Regions from separate parts of the Mus musculus genome. Here region 1 is linked to region 2. The links are chromatin contacts, called in public promoter capture Hi-C maps. All regions are on one chromosome and are shown on one strand. Each heading gives the region's core, a stretch centred on a gene start, on an enhancer-like site or on the middle of the called end of the contact. The rest is flanking DNA. Distances are from core to core; before and after follow the strand shown. Region 1 holds the start of Cyp4f18 (cytochrome P450, family 4, subfamily f, polypeptide 18). Region 2 has its middle 9.7 kb from the start of Gm7827.

Region 1 (5,893 bases), core at 1,354-3,853, 880 kb after region 2:
TGCGAGCTGCCCACAATCATGCAGGGAGGTCCTGTGTCACCATCCTGCTTTTGGGTCCTCCCTGCTTCCATAACCCTCATCCATATCTGTCACTAACTCCAATAAACTCACCAATTCCCCAAGGTGGATGTTGGTAAGAATGATCACTTGAATCTCACCTATTTTCCTCATCTGGACTTAGCAGACTGTGTGGTGTCTCCCAGGAAAAAGTCTCTCACAATACTCAGACCACTTGCTGTGGACTTGTTTCCTTCAGCTTGGAACACTCCCTCTTTCAGAAGGGAAGGTCACAAGACTCAGGAAGCCTACTAAATTAATAAGACTAACAAGCACACTCCCTAAGGGATATCATTAGTAAACAGTTGCAGGATTGGGGGAAGGAGAACACTCTTTGGTGGAGCTGCCTGCATGTTGAGTAGGAAGCTATAGGGATATATTGCTTTCATGAGTTGTCACCCCATGCTGGGGTTGACTTTTTAGTGGTGCAACTGCCTGAATCACCTCCTGTGTGGAACCCCAACAAACACCATAGCTCATCAAGAAAGATTGAGTGAAGTTGTTTCATTACCCTGTCCTGGGTGCCTTATCCCAGATGTGTCTCCCCAAGAAAAGTCACTCGACACCGTGATGTGCACCTTGACTTTGGAATGTGGATTTTCTCATCCTGGGAGCAGTCCCAGCATTCGTGTCTATTTTTATATGGCATTTTCCCCTCTAAGCCTAAAGTGGTGTCATTTTCAACTTCTCCTGGTAGTCATGGCAACTATAGCTGCCCATAAGAGTAGTAGCCAAATCAAAGGGGATGCTGTCAGAGCTGTCAGAACTCCTGAAGGAAGGTCCGGAGATCTTCTCCTGGGACTCCAGCTATGACTCTCTACCCCAGTAAAATATGATCTTGGGATATACTTCAGTATATACGAAAAGAGGTTTTAAATCAGGACTTCGTGGTGCAGCTTCCATAAGGCTATCACCCATGATGGGTGGGACCTTACAATGATACAGCCATTTGAGGTTACCCATGATCCCATTAATAGCCCCTCACCTGTTCTCTGAAAAAAAATAAAAACTCTTAAGAAGCCCATAGTTCTCAGCAAGCTGAACACGGATGGACATGCTGTTTTGGTGCCCACCTGGGATAAATAGACTTGTTCACATCTCCCAGGAGAGTTAACAAGACACCATGTGGTCTCTGGTTCTTCCTGTGAGGGAGGACAACCACATCTGCGGAACTTGGCCTTGGCAGACCCCAAGGCAGCAAAGGTGACCTCTAAGTCTCCATCAGGGTGACCACTCTCACTTGTCCTCTGCTGACATCAGGCTCTGGCAGAATCTCTATGGCCCTCTGTACACCTGGCACTGTGCCACTTAAAAGAAAGCAAATGTCTCCAAATCACACAGAGGGAAAACCAGATGGAAGTCTATGCTCAAAGTGTGCTGTGGAGGATGGGTTCTGAGAAGGCTTCCAAAAGAGGAAGTGAGAGGCTAGATCATATCTAGATTGAGCAACATAACTCACTGGTACATCTCAGTGGAGAAGCCAGACATAAGAGGAAGACGCTGAAGAATGGGGAGTTAGGAAATCAGCCCTCAGAGCTCCCCTGGACCGTCTATGCCCCTGGGTGTGTCTGGGTAAGGATTGTAGGTCATTTCTGTGACCAGTGGGAAGCCAGAGATGAGCTGAAAACAAATGGTATAGTGGAGATTGGCTCTGGTCTCCCCTCAGGAGACCTCAAGTCTAGCACAACAGAACCTGGGAACACCAAGGTCCTTACTCTGTTGGAGTAAGCCTTGCTGGAAGCCCTGCAGCATGCCCACATCTGCAGAGAAAACAGGCTGGAGAAGTACTCAGAGAAGACTCCGTGTGGGAAAGGCTCAGGACAGTGCATCTGTAAATGATTGCACTTTGAATTCTGCTGTTCTAGTCCAGCACACCTCTGTGCCCAGCTCCCTGGGCTCTATTCAAGGCTCTTCACAATTCCTTTTACCCTGAAACCCCAGACCCACCTTATTACCACACTCACCAGGCCTAGGTGTCCCAAGATCCAGTTTCGTTTGGGAGGCTGTGGGAAACAGCGGAGGCGAAGAGAGTTCTCAAAAACACCATAAATCGGTGTAAGGATGTAAGCCAGAAGGCAGGAGGCCCCAGCCAGCAACAGCAACAGCCATGGAGAGGCTGCTGTGTGGCCCAGGCCCATCCAGGACATGCTCAGCTGTGACATCCTGCAGGGCAAATGCACACAGGATGAAATCCTGGGGCATGGAAGAGGGACAGTGTGGTCTAGGGCAAAGGACAGGGATAGGGAATTAGAGAGTTGGGGATAATGCCTGGGGAGGAAGGGAGACCCAGGGCAATCTATGGGAGGAGGCAAGGAGGGGAGAAGAGGGGAAGAAAGGGGAAGAGAAGGAGATAGAGAGAGAGGAAATGAAAGAGGATGGAGGAAAGGGGTTGATTAGAGTCTAAACCATGGACTATTAGCCAGAAATCAACATCTGCTTCTGACTTCCTGTCCTGCCCCAGCCTAGGACCTCTCAGCCCCAATGGCCCTAGTCTGGTACCTTCTCTCAGGAGCACTGTGTTTCCCAGGTCTGTCTCTCCCCTTCTCTGACTCCTGACCAGGGGCACCTAGAGAAGTCTAGGCTAGACCAGCCAATCCCTTGCAGGCCCAGCTGCCTCTCCCTGCCTGGATAGGTGGCCATCATGTGGGGGCGGAGCCAATTTGAAGCAGAGCAAGACTGCACTGTCAGAGTCACAAAGAGTGAGTACCAGGTCCTCGGGACTTCACACCCCTTGTGTAAGGACTTTGGAGGAAGCGGTGGATGGTTTCATGAAGATAAAATACCAAAAAGAGGGTGTGAGAAAACAGGCTGGTCACCACTGTGGGACTCTGCTCTTGGTAAGAGTGTGAGGAAAGTGCTGTAGCTCCTCTCCCTAAATTATGCCTCCTGTGCCCTGGCTAGTCTACATAAACTGTCTGCTTTCTTCAGGTGCCCAGGATCCTCACACAGCCTGTAAGCAGTCTGGACCAGAATCCCGAGTGTCAACAGAAGAACAAACTGAAACTCAGAGAGGGCAAGCATCTAAGCCAAGTTGCACAGCCCAAAACAATCTTAGGTTTGTCAGACCCTAAAGCCCAAAGCTTTTTCCCTCTACAATGTTGTCTCACCCTACTGAGAACAGTTCCCTCTCAAGAGAGGGGCATTGACAGTGCTGGGATCTCAAGGCATGAGGTGGTTCCATACCAGAAGCACCCTGAAACATTGTTAATGGCCATCTGTTTTTCCTCCTATACCCAGTATACTCTTCCCAGCAGACTGCCTATTCACTTCCTGGCCTCCTGAGATTGCTCTGTAGGTATTGAAGAGCTGGCTCCAAATACAGCTGCTGAGAAAGAAGATGAGTAAGAGATAACTCCCTCTACATCCTCAGTGCCTCCTCCAGCCAGACAGCCAGGATGTCAGGTGGCTAGAGCCCTCAATAGAGTCACAGTGTCCTATGCCTGTCATCCAAACACTTGAGAGGCTGAGAAAAGAATGTAGTTCAAGGCCCACTTGGGCTACAGTGAAAGCCTCCACCATCATTCCAACTCTCTTCTGGCCTCCTTGAGTACCCACACTCACATGTACATATCCACACAAAGACACGAACATACATACACACAATTTAAAATAAAAATCATGGTGATTCATATCTTAGTCACTGTTCTATTGCTGTGAAGAGACACCATGGCCAAGACAATTCTTAGAAAAGAAATCATTTAATTGGGGCTGGCTTACAGTTTCAGAGGTTCAGTCCATTGTCATCATGGTGGAAACATGGCAGCACACATAGCAGTGGAGCAATAGCTGAGAGCTTTACATCCTGGCCCACAGATAGGCAAGCAGAGAGAGAATGGACCTAGCATGGGCTTTTGAAACCTCAAAGCCTCCGTGACAGACTTCCTCCAACAAGGACAAACTCCCTAATGATGACAATACTTTCAAACAGTTCCACTTCTGGGGGTCTGTGATGGCTATTTCTGGTTGTCAACTTGACTATATCTGGAACTACAATCCAGAAATGGAGGGTACATCTATGATCCAAATCTTGAGACATAGTGGCCATGAAAAGTGTAGGCCCAGGCAAAGTGGCACATGCCTTTAAACCCAGGAGACAGAGGCAAGCAGATCTCTGAGTTCAAGGCCATTCTGGGACAGAGCAAGTCCCAAGTAAAGAACAGCTTAGGTCCAGGCATCGTGGTACACACCTTTAATCTGAGACATACCTTCTTCAGGAGGCCTGCATAAGGACAATGGGAAAAAGTAAGGGTTCCTTTTTCTTTGCCTGCCTGCACTTACTTGCCAGCGCATCTGCTGGAACCTACTTCTTCAGGAGTCCAGCCTATACAGAAGACCGGCCTACACACATAGCCTTGTGGGACTGAGCAACTACTAGACTCTTGGACTTCCCATTCACAGTTGCCCATTGTTGGGGTTGTTGTATTATGCCAGGAAATGTTCGTGAACCCCCAAAAGACCACCAAGGAGCCATATCCAATGCAATCGCGTTAGGATTTCTTTATTAAAGTTTGAGCTTGGGCCATACCACTGTCTCTGATGCAGGAGAATGGGAGGAAAACCTCTATCCCAGTTTCAGGCAAGCATTTATAGAGGCAAGAAAGGGGTACACATCTGATGAGGAGACAATTATGGCCTTTAAAACAATTGGCTGCTATTGGGAACCAAACCATACATTTTGTTTTCCTCCTGAGTGGTAATTGTTAGGAAGTGAAATGAACCTCCAGTTGTAATCTGGAGGTGTATATTTGTTGGGGGTAACCTGGAAACTGGTGCTAGGTGCCAGCTTGTTAGTTAACTTAAGTTCAACCTTAGGTCAGGTTCTCTAAGATGGAGTCTAAACCCAAAAGATTTGGTCTCTCACTCCCTCCTTTCTCTAGTAACAAGAAGGCCCAATCATGGGACTTCCTGAAGTTATTATTATATTTTAGAAGGAGTCAGTGTTGTCATCACTCAGCCCTCGTGGTGTCCCTGGGGCTTGGGTAGGGGTTCCATCAGTGGGATACAGGAGGGAGTCCTGAGGCTGAATTTTCCTCCTGCTGGTCAGGGTCATCTTCAACTGCAAATGGGTCTGTGATTTCAAGCTGCAATCTTGTGACCTTTAGGGCAGTGGAGCAAGGGACGGGGGTGGGGAGGACCTGTTTTATAGAGAACATGGAGTCTAGACCAAACATGTTTATGAGCCCATTGGACACCTTTGAGATTGTCTAGCAATTAGTGGTCCTCAAACTCAGTGATGATTTCTGCCTGTATGTTAAGAATAATGGGGGGGGGGTGTTGTTCCAAAACATGATTTTTAAAAAAGATTTATTTATTTATTATATGTAAGTACAGTGTAGCTGTCTTCAGACACTCCAGAAAAGGGTGTCAGACCTCATTGCAGATGGTTGTGAGCCACCATGTGGTTGCTGGGATTTGAACTTAGGACCTTCGGAAGAGCAGTCAGTGCTCTTAACCACTGAGCCATCTCTCCAGCGCTTCAAACATGATTTTAAAAGGAGTGAATCCCATCTAGGAAGGTGAGTTTTATAACTGGTAGAGAGCAAAAGGAAGAAGATTTACTCAGTTGTTGTCAGTCTCTTAGGTCAATTTAGTTAAGGTCTCTTTTAGGGTTCTGCTCATTCTCTCTACTTGTCCTGAACTCTGGGTTACAATAAAGTTTCCAATTAATCCCCAGAATAGTGGCTAATCCCTGATTTACCTGGGGCACAAAAACTGGTCCATTGTCTGACTCTATCATCTGAGGAAGCCCATATCTCAGTAATATATCCTCTAAGAGCTTCTTTGTCACCGTGGTTGTAGTTTTATTCTTGGTGGGGAAAGCCTCAGTCCAACCTGA
Region 2 (5,638 bases), core at 1,825-4,324:
GTGGTTTAGTCCCAGGGAGCTCTGGGGGTACTGGTTAGTTCATATTGTTGTTCTTCCAGTATAGCTACAGACCCCTTTAGCTCCTTGGGTACTTTCTCTAGCTCCTTCATTGGGGACCCTGTGTTCCATCCAATGAATGACTATGAGCATTCACTTCTGTATTTGTCAGGCACTGGCAGAGCCTCCTAGGAAACACCTATGTTAGGCTCCTATCAGCAAACTCTTGTCATCTGCAATAGGGTCTGTGTTTGGTGGTTGTTCATGAGATGGATCCCTATATAGGGTAGTCTCTGGATGGTCCTTCCTTCAGTCTCTGCTCTGAACGTTGTCTCTGTAACTCCTTCCATGGGTATTTTGTTCCCCCAGCTAAGAAGGACCAAATTGCAGCAGACTATCCCTTCTTTGGGTCTCCTGGCTATGTGAACTGGGTCTCTGGTGGCAAGTATGCAAAGGAATCAATGAATGACAAACAGAAGCAACAAGAGAGAGTGTGTAGAATCTGAGTGTAATGTCACAAAGGGAACATATATAATATAGGTAATATTTATAGAAAAGATAAAACAGCCCTGCCTAGGGTCAGCTAATGACAGGTAAGGATTTCACACCCTAGTCACAATTTGTGCTACTCCTTTGAGCCTTGTGAAAGCTAGCACCAGGGGGTTCTGCTATAGTAGACCTTCTCATGAATAAAGCAATACCACAAACCCCCATATTCCCTAGGCCTTGGTAAATTCTTGCATATGAAAGTAACTTGACTGTACTTTTAAGTATCTGTAGGGAATCTCCATTTGTCAGAAGAATTCACCAACTTGCATCTAATATGCAATGTAGCCTGCTATACCTGGTTGTAGTGAAGATTCTAAGTATACTTTGTTAAGCTTGCCCTGAGATTTCTAACTCTTATAAAGTAAAATACTGTAAGAAAACATACAAGACCCTCCACGATATTGCAGGGACAAATCTGGGGCATTCTAGCTATGGGAATGCCAAGGTTCCAGGAGGCTGAGTTTCCTTGAAACTCTTTGCCTCAGGACTGCTTCCAGGTTTTTGGCCTGTCAAGCGAGACACTACTGGAGTGGATATATTATCAAAGTATCCACACTTTGGTCTTCCTTCTTCTTGAGCTTCATGTGTTTTGCAAATTGTATTTTGGATATTCTGAGGTTCTGAGCTAATATCCACTAATACAAATTGGAAAGGAAGAAGTCAAAATATCACTATTTGTAGATGATATGATAGTATTTATAAGTGACACCCCAAAATTCCACCAGAGAACTCCTAAACCTGATAAACAATTTCAGTGAAGTATCTGAAAACAATATTAACTCAAAGAACTCAGTGGCCTTTCTCTATACAAAGGATAAACAGGCTAAGAAGGAAATTAGGGAAACAACACCCTTTACTATACTCACAAATAATATAAAATACCCTGCTGTGACTCTAACTAAGGAAATGAAAGCTCTGTATAAGAACTTCAAATCTCTGAAGAATGAAATCAAAGAAGATCTCAGAAGATGGAAAGATTTCCCATGCTCATGGATTGGAAGGATTAATATAGTAAAAATGGCTATCTTGCCGAAAGCAATCTACAGATTCAATGCAGTCCCCATCAAAATTCCAACTCAACGCTTCACAGAGTTTGAAAGGGCAATTTGCAAATTCATCTGGAATAACTACCTAGGGTAGCAAAAACTATTCTAAACAATAAAAGAACCTCTGGTGGAATCACCATCTCCTACCTTAAGTCCTACTACAGAGCGATTGTGATAAAAACTGCATGGTACTGGTACATCAACAGACAGACCAATGGAGTAGAACTGAAGACCCAGAAATGAACCCACACACCTATGGTCACTTGATCTTTGACAAAGGAGCTAAAACCATCCAGTGAAAAAAGACAGCATTTTCAACAAATGGTGCTGGCTCAACTGGCAGTTAGCATGTAGAAGAATGTGAATTGATCCATTCTTATCTCCTTCTACAAAGCTCAAGTCTAACTGGATCAAGGAACTCCACATAAAACCAGAGACACTGAAACTTATAGAGGAGAAAGTGGGGAAGAGCCTCGAAGATATGGGCACAGGGGGAATATTCATGGCCAGAACACCAATGGCTTGTGCTGTAAGATCAAGAATTGACAAATGGGACTTCATAAAATTGCAAAACTTCTATAAGGCAAAGGACACTGTCAGTAAGATAAAAAGGCAACCAACAGATTGGGAAAAGATCTTTAACAGTCCATGGTTTTAAAGCATTTATTGTCATGGAGGACTGTTGTGATGAGTGAAACTATACTCTCTTTCTCAGGGCAGGCCTGAGGTTACATACCTTTTGCAGTGAGTAGTGTCTGGGAAGGAGAGCTTAATTGGCTATGCTCTTCAGGCCTTTAGGAACCTCATTAAAATGGTCTTGAGGAGAGGCCTCCTAGGTGTCTAGGATCCTGTTGTCTAGGAGCGTGGCAAAGCACCTACTGTTCCTTGCAGAGTTATCTGCTGTGTCTCTGGGGTTTTTAACCTAGCTCAATCAGAAACTAGGCTGCCTTTCATGGTCCCACATTAGTTGATTCTGTTGTTCTTCGTGTGAAGTTCCTATCCCCTTAGGCACTGCCACCCTTCTTATTTTTCCACAAGAGTCTCCAAGTTCCATCTAATGTTTAGCTGTGGGTGTCTACATCTATTTAAGTCATTGCTGGGTGGATTCTCTCATAGGAAAGTATGTACCAGTATGTGTCTATGAGCATAACAGGGTATCATTAATAGTGTCAGGGACTGTTGCTTGCCCATGGGATGGGTCTCAAGTTTGGTGGGGTTTTGGTTGGCCATTCCCTTAGTCTCTACTCCATCCCCTATTCCTGCATTTCTTTAGACAGGAAAAGTTTTGGGTTAAAAGTTTTGTGGGTGGGTTAATGTCACTATTGCTCCACTGGGGTTCCTGCCTAGCCAGAAGAGGAAGCCTCCCCAGGCTCCATATCGCCAATGCTGAGTCACAGCTAAGCACACCCACAGTGATACTTGTGTGAATCCCCTATCCTATGTCTCCGTCTCTTCCTAAAGTTGCCCCCTCCTTACCATCCCTGTCAGTTGCAGATTTCCATTCATTATCATGGACCCCCCTCCTCCCCACACCAGACAATGAACCCACCTCTCCATCCCTATCTCCTTTCTCATGCAGTTCTCTCCCTCCATCTGCATCCCATGACCATTCAATAGAATCAAACATCCTTTCTTGTGCCCTTCTTCCTATCCAGCCTTCTTGGGTCTGTTGAGTGTAGCATGGGCACACTGTACTTTATGGAATGCATTCTGAGAGGGGAGAGGTTATACTTAGGCTCTTTTTTACTGAGCCTCACTGGATCATTTACCTGCTTTAGGGTCCTGGGCACCTAGACATACGTACTTTAAGACATCAGCTCCCAGGCCTTCTATAAGGAAAACAAAACAAAAAATTCAGTTAGTTTATAAATACTTTCCCATTGTCTCTTTTGAAGAACTGTATTGGATATTTTAACATGACTTAGTTAAAGAAACTACATACATTTTACTTCATTGTATATGCTTAACTTTTGTAGCTTTATATAGAGGAGTATTTTGCTGCTGTTTGTTTTCTATGCACTGTATGCTAGAATTGAGTGAGAAATGCCCTGGAACAGGAGTTATGGACAGTTGTGAGCTGCCATGTGGTGCTAGCACTCAAAACTGAGTGCACTACAAACAAAACTAGAGCTCTTAACTGCTAAGCCATCTCTCCATAATATTCATGTTAATTATACTATGTTATATATAATACGGAAAAATTTATCATAAGATCTATTGTCAACTTTAATGCAAAGACATCACCAAGAATTATTAGTTCAATATCTCCTGTGTTGGCTAATGGACCAAACAAAGACATTTTGAACTGTCACCGTGACCCTGCTCCCCCATACTCACCTTGTGCACATGTGGTGTATGCATTGATACACCTGTGAAGGACAGAGACTGACACTGTCATCCTCTCATTTTCCCGTGTCCCACACATGCGGAGCCTAGTGTGTGGTGGTCAGAGGACTTGCTGCTTGACAGTTCTCTTCTGCCACATTATGGGTTCTGGGGACAGAACTCAGGCCATCAAGCCTCCCTGTGTGTTCCACCCAGTGGTCCCTCAGTTTTAAAGACATGTTCACTCACCCAAATCCCTGGTGTGTTTGATTTACTCTCTTGAAGCACACTGACTCTCAGACTTGCAGGCAAGTAAGCTTTGGGGATCCCCTTATCCCCACATCTTCACTCAGGTTTTCAGGGCAAGTATTTTACCAATTGAGTTTTACCAACCACCCCTGCCCTTTATTCTTATTTCCTATTCTTATTCTGCACTAGGTTATGAAGGGGAACCAATCACACAACTGTAGATTTTCTGTAGTCCCCTTGCTTCTTGATCATTTTGTAGTTCTAAGGGGCTAATTATTCTTTAAGTTGGAGCTTCATATAGATAATACAAGAATAAATTATAAATTATAGTTTCAAGATATTCTTTTGCTCATTGAATGTTTTCTTTAAAAACACTGAATTGTCCAACTGTAGTTTTTCGTTCTATCAGTCCATTTCTTTCCCACACATAATTTAGATAGCTATAGTGTAGAATATAGATTTTACTATCTCCCCAGATCTTCCTATTCTTATATCTTTATGTTCCTCTTCTCAGTCAAGTTTCATACACTCTATAAATTTAAATTATTAAATGGAACGAGCCATACTCTTTGGAACCCTAGTTTCATTTTGCTTAAAGCCTTTTGAATATCAAGCATGGGAGTTGGATAGTATAGGTTACCACTTTGTAGAGATATTTACCCAATTTTTGTATGAGTCCAGGGGCACACTGATGATTTTATGGCAAAGCATGAGGTCCTGCTTTGCTAACATTTAGCACCTGGATTACCATGGACACTTTATCTATTACCTTAGGAGTGTGTTGTGCTCCTGCTGGTAGTGAGGTATGGAAACACTACTCATGGGCATAAAACAAAAGAAATATGGGAATGAAAAAAATCAAAGTATTGATGACATAGGGTTTAGATTTTCATTTGTTATCAAAAATTTATATAGATTCAAGAGATCTGTAGAATTGCATCTATAGGTCATTCCTATGCAAGACCCAAAGCCTGTCAATCATCCACAGGACACACACAACTTATCAAAATCTGTGCAACAACCCCCAACAGCCTGTTAATTATTCATAGGAAAAGCCCACAGCCTGGCAGTCATCCATAAGAAGTGCCCAAGTCCTGTCAACCATCCACTGGAAACGTCCCCAGCCTCAGTCATCTACAAGCAACTAACAGATGTTATCAATCAAATGGACCTATGTAATATGTGTAGAATATTTCACCCCAAATCAAGAGCTTGTAACTTTTTCTCATCACCTTCTGGAAATTTCTCCAAAATTGACCATATAGTTGGTCACAAAGAAAGCCTCATCAGCTACAAGAAAATTGAAATGACCCCTTGCATCCTATCAGAACACAGTAGGTTAAAGCTGGACTTCAATAACAACAGAAAAACCAGAAAGCCTACACACTCGTGGGAACTGAACAACTCTCTACTCAATGATCTCTGGGTCAAGGAAGAAATAAAGAAATTAAAGACTTTCTACAATTCAATGA

Evidence for each region. Promoter capture Hi-C pulls out the DNA fragments that hold promoters and counts their contacts.
Region 1: a contact with region 2 is called in a promoter capture Hi-C map of stem cell-derived epiblast-like cells, with 17 times the contacts expected there. The contact joins the promoter of Cyp4f18 here to the enhancer-like site in region 2. A contact is called at or near these places in 6 of 39 promoter capture datasets (hematopoietic stem and progenitor cells, hippocampal neurons, liver and 2 more), 12 of 115 datasets of contacts at active chromatin or transcription factors (the 230-238 cell line, acute myeloid leukemia, astrocytes and 6 more) and 4 of 9 other capture datasets (adipose tissue, embryonic stem cells, liver and 1 more).

Annotation. Positions count from the first base shown.
Region 1 is chr8:72,007,023-72,012,915 of GRCm38.p6, forward strand. It overlaps Cyp4f18 (cytochrome P450, family 4, subfamily f, polypeptide 18), which reads right to left and starts at 2,604. Exons shown (of 13, transcript NM_024444.2): 1 at 2,557-2,604; 2 at 2,022-2,220. The coding sequence starts at 2,219. Gm51535 (a long non-coding RNA gene) reads left to right here. Exons shown (of 3, transcript XR_003947403.1): 1 at 1-1,629; 2 at 2,662-2,756; 3 at 2,986-5,893.
Region 2 is chr8:71,127,852-71,133,489 of GRCm38.p6, forward strand. It overlaps a transcript of Gm7827 not described here. Among named protein-coding and RNA genes, the nearest start is that of Gm7827, 9.7 kb to the right of the region's middle. Within about 2 kb of position 3,075, at least 6 of the 459 cell types and tissues checked have an H3K27ac peak or open chromatin away from gene starts, as enhancers often do. A contact at or near this core is called in stem cell-derived epiblast-like cells, where this site is marked.